Regions from separate parts of the Arachis hypogaea genome. Here region 2 is linked to region 1. The links are chromatin contacts, called in public Hi-C maps. All regions are on one chromosome and are shown on one strand. The core of a region is the stretch at or near the end of the contact, and the rest is flanking DNA. Distances in the headings are between cores, read along the strand shown.

What was found. A called contact is a pair of places that touch in the nucleus more often than the background predicts.
Region 2: a Hi-C map of an unstated tissue shows a contact between it and region 1, with 3 times the contacts expected there. The contact joins the promoter of LOC112780075 here to the promoter of LOC112780132 in region 1. A contact is called at or near these places in 2 of 8 Hi-C or Micro-C datasets (leaf and an unstated tissue).

What each region holds. Positions count from the first base shown.
Region 1 is chr19:27,014,554-27,017,249 of arahy.Tifrunner.gnm2.J5K5, forward strand. It overlaps LOC112780132 (putative expansin-A17), which reads right to left and starts at 1,393. Exons shown (of 3, transcript XM_025824472.3): 1 at 1,190-1,393; 2 at 260-581. The coding sequence starts at 1,325.
Region 2 is chr19:27,174,461-27,177,156 of arahy.Tifrunner.gnm2.J5K5, forward strand. LOC112780075 reads left to right here and starts at 1,306. Exons shown (of 6, transcript XM_025824417.3): 1 at 1,306-1,424; 2 at 1,939-2,007; 3 at 2,131-2,271; 4 at 2,381-2,454; 5 at 2,574-2,696. The coding sequence starts at 1,948.

The DNA of each region.
Region 1 (2,696 bases), core at 143-2,642:
GCTGCTTTATAATAGTAAAATTAACAAAAATGTTTCGTGCACATAGAAAATCACCGACCATATTAATCATTATGTATTTATATATAAATATATATATTTTATTTAACTTATTTTTATTGTATATATTATATTGAACATGTATTTTATACATGTAGCTGATTTGATGACTGATTTTTGACATACACTTGATATGATTGTAAAATTAATGCAAAATCTGGGTTCTGGAACAATTTTGTTTCAATAGTAATGGTTAATATACCTTCTGTAGAAAATAGGAACAATTCCAGCCTTGTACTTGGCAATCTTCTCAAAGGCAGGTTGAGACATGTCAAAGTGGGGCCTTGGAGGATTACACCAACCACCATTGTCATTAGGGAGTGCATAGTTTGGAGGACAGAAATTTGTGGCAGTAATTGTGATGGCAGTGCCCTTTAGGCACCATTGTGGCACTTTTGTTGCATCACAAACTATCTGATAGCAACCACCACATGCCTTGCCATCGTTGAACAAAGCAGTACTCAATGCAGCTGTTTTAACTCCATAACCATCAGTGTATAGATTTCCATACCCACATGCTCCACCTAGTAACAAAACAACACAAATTGAATTACTCATTTCTTTTTATAAGGTATTTATGCTCTTATTTTGTACTTTAATCCAATGTCCTCTAATAGTCTAATTCATGCATTGCCTAATATTAAAGTTGTTATTTGTTTAATGTTATGCACATCTAAAAAAAATGATTCTAATACCTATATTTTTCATTTCTCTATCTCAGTGTCTTGTCTCGTCATATTTTTGTTCTGTTTTTTTTATAGTTCATTTAAGAATCTTGATCCCACATGCAGAGTAGTTTTATGGCACGCTACAATCCCAAAACAATATAACTCACAAAAATACTATGGCCTTTATAAATATAATCACCCACATTCCTAATCCATGAGACACCATAAACAAATGCAATCGTCTCAACAACGAAATTATCTTTCGTCATTGCCACCAAAACAATCAATTGTTATGATGAATATCATGCAATTACAACACTAAACATATCATATAATAGCACCTAATTACATGTATCTCGTTCTAAACACAGTTTAAAGACCAAATCTTATTAGATTATAATGTAAAAATCAAACTGAAAACATAAATAATAAAATAAAATGTAGATGTATTATTATATTGATACCCATTGTATCTGAGGCATCACTTCCACCATAGAATGTTGCATGAGCTTGTTGCCACGATGAGGATGCTACTACTTTATGCTGTGTGGTTAATAAACTCAAAAGCAATATTACAACACTGAAGATTAATTTTTCCATCTCTTACACTCTGTGTCGGCGCAAGAATTAGTTAGTTGCTTAGTTTGCTGCTGAAGATTATGGAAAGCTCCTAAGGGTTATTTATAAGTGTAGTTAACTAACTCATTTTCAAAATATGGACTAAAATATGGAGTTGACCGAAAATTTCTCTTGTTATAAAATGAACCATTATGTGACACATCATAATATCGTATCATATGTGAATATTTTAAGGAAACAAGCAATGGGGTGAGACAAGTGTGAAAAATACTCAACCCTTCCAAATAATGTAACGTTGGGTAGTTGAATCTCAACACTGCCGTCTTGGAAGTTGGCACATATAATCTATAATTAATATTCATCTTCAATAGACTAAAAAATAATCAATAAAACTAAACTTTGTTAAATTTAGATGGTACGATATATGACACTACTATATATATAAAATATGTACTAATAACACTATATTAAAAAAAGGAAAAACCCTTTCATGATTCGCTTTATTGTTAGGTTATAATTAAGAAAAAATCTAAAACCTGAAAAAAATAAATTTAATTCGTACGAAATTTTAGTATAAATTTAAATATTGTTTTGATGGTATTATAAATTCATAACACTACTTTTACACTTTTAGCGGATATAATATAAAAAAAATTTTAAGTGTACGGGTGTACCAAGTATACTCATGTTTCAATAATTTTAACCATTAATTTTAATTATAAAAAATATAATAATATATCTTAATTATAAAAAATATATATAATATATCTTAATTAAATTTAACGGTTAAAATTACTTAAACAATACATTTGAAAACTTTTATATAATATAACTATAAAGTATAAACTCAAATAAATTCCAAATTCTAACATGAAAGATTAATGCTGGTCTTTCTCTAGAAGGAGAAATGCGTGATTCACGAAATGTCATTATGCAGCGAAGAACATGCTTCGTCAATTTTATGATCCGTGGTACGTTAGTGGTACATAATAAACTACAAGTGAAATGTGAATGCAATTTGCACTTCCTGCATTTCCGTATAAGCTAAGTATTAATATAATTCGGTTTAAAATAATTATTATTTTAGCTTTTTAATATATTAAAGGATGATATATTGGGATATAAAATATTTTTAAATATATATTAATTTTTTAATATATCAAGAAAAACAATATGACAATTATTTTAAAACAATAGAGTATTTATTTTGTTAGAATATATTCTATTTGAATGCTTGACTAACCAACCTGACAGATAAGAATATTATAATGTGATATATGTAATGCTAGAAAAAAAAAAAAAGACATCAATTTTTTAAACCAAATTAATGGAATGAGGCTGTTCTAAAATGAGCTGCACTGTCTATTATTATTAGATCAATAAAGTATATCA
Region 2 (2,696 bases), core at 56-2,555, 160 kb after region 1:
ACAACCAAATTGTTGAGAGGCATTTACGAGAGATTGGTTTTTATCATGTTTTTTAGATTGGAGTCATCCAATGCCAGTCAACAATGATTAATGCTCTAATCGAGAGATGGCGGCTTGAGACTCACACATTTCATTTTTCGGTTGGTGAGTGTGCTGTGACGTTGGAGGATGTGGCGATAATTCTCGGTCTGTCGACAAATGATCTTCTGGTTATAGGACCGACTATGAGTAGTTTTGAGGCCTTGGAGGCCGAGTGCTTGTACCAGTTTGGTGTTGCACCGAGGAAGACGGACTGTAGAGGAAGCTTTATAAAATTGATGTGATTTAGGGAGTTTGAAATATCGCATAGTGTTGATTGACGATATTCACATTCAGAGGTACGTAAAGTGTCACATAATGTTATTTGGGACAATTCTGTTTGGAGACAAGTCGGGTGCAGCGGTGCACTAGAAATTTCTGCCTTTACTCCGTAATTTCGCTGGGATCATACAGTTTAGTTGGGTTCGACATGTTTTCGCACACTTGTATAGATCGTTAAAAATATTTTATGCATGCTCGTTTCATCCGTCACGTATTTTGTTTAAATTAATTGAACGAACCCACCAAACACTGATAAAGGATACCTTACAAAATACACGATATTCTCATAGATATTTGAGAATTTATCTTCTCACAAATCACACCTTTTAATTTCTCAAATGACAATGTGAACAGAATAACATCTAATGTATTTTCACATACAAATTAAACTCCCTCGTATGTTTGTAATAAAATCTGTCCATAATAATAAATAGTGGGGAGAAGAAGAACATGAGTTTAGATTTGAAACTCACGACGAAGAAAAAGTAGTGGGGAGTTCCGTGCAATTTTAATTTATGTATACATGAACAAGTAAATCGGACGGTCCGACCGCGTTTCAAATTTCAAATTTTTTACAAACCCAAAATCGGTGGGTTCGATTAGTGTTCACTAGCATTAAAAAAAATTTCCAAGCCCAGAAATTGGTGAGTCTAATTTCGGTCCAGTCCAACTTTTACTTCATACAAATCGGATCGTTCAATTTATATTTTTTTCTCTCTGTGCAAAAAAATGGAACGGTTCAATTTCTTCTCCCTTGCTTCCAAAAAGTAAAGTTTATTACAAGAGTGTATAATGTATATCACCCCAAAACTCAATAATCCACTATAACTTACATGTGTAAATCATATAAAAAAAATTAACCACAAGATAGGTGGATTTTTGTTGGAATATCCTCGAAAAAAAGCATAAGAGTAAAAAAAAAAAAAGACGCGCGCTTTCAAAATCATGAACGTGAACGACTATATTAGTCCTTTTGCTTTTTCTCTTTCGTTCACATACTTCTCTTGCTACTCTGAAATTCCAAGATTAACAAAGCTATTCATCTTCGCAAATTCAATTAAACGGTAAAAATTCGTTTCCACTTGTTTTCACTGCTCTTACTGTCTTACAAGTATAATCACGCTAATCCATCAGCGGAGAGAAAATTCAATTTATTGTTTCTTTTTAGTGTCTTCTTTTCTATGATATATCTTTGGATTAATTGATGCTTGCAATTCAATCAATCATTACGCAGTCACACCGTTCCCATATTCGTTGTTAGTGCTCTGAATTTGGATTTTCTTCGCCATTTACGTTCTCATTCAAATCATTATCACATTATTCACAATTGCAATAGTTCAATCCTGAACTCTACTTCGTTTTTTCTATTGTGTAGTTCTAGTTTGGAAAATTCGGATTTACGTTCTATGCTAGGGTTTCACACTAGTTAGTTCCGGTTCACTACTATGTGTGACTTGTTTTTAAGGAAAGAAAGATTATTAGATGAATTTTGAATTTTCTAATTTTTTGGTTCATATGCATAAAGTTGGATCTAGATTTAGAACAAAAATATCTTTTATGGTTAAATTGTGTGCTTAGGTTTAACCAATGTCAACTCGAAGGGAAAGCTCAGAGAATGGAGCTACAAGGAAACGCTTGAAACCTGAGGTTCTCATTTTTATCCTTCAACAATTTTCTCATGAATTTTACCTTTCGTCCTCTTCGGCACCGTACTGTGTGTTATTTATTTAGTTTTGTTTATTGTTTTTGCAATTTTTGGTAATAAATAAGGGGGAAGAAGAGGGGAAAGCTGAAGCAGATTCAGTACGTACTGTACAAGAGGAAGAAATGGAGGCCAACATTACTGGATCTGAGGAAATGGAACTGAATATCTCTCTTATTCTTGAGAAAATTGAGAATTTTACTCAAAGGGTAAAGCTATATATGTGTATAATTGTTATAGCACACTGAATATTCTTGTGATACTTTATGGAAATCAATTTTGAGTTTTGACCTTGCTGAAATGATGGTATGCATTTAGGTATCTGAGCTCTTGGAATCAGGGAAAACAATGTTTAAGGAATTAAGCAATGAATTTGAGGAGAAACTGATTATGTATGTGAGCTATGAAACTGAAAACGTTTGAGCCCATATACCTATTCTTACTTTTTTATTGTTGTTTTATATGGTTTCCATGGTAAAACTCTTTATAACTGATAACTCATAATGTGTAGGATTCATAAGGAGCAAGTGGAGAAATGGCAGGAAGAAATTAAAGAATTGCGTGCAATTGATGCCTCGAATGAGGAAGCTAATGCTGTTCTGCATAATGCTCGATATCTACTTCAGCTCAATCA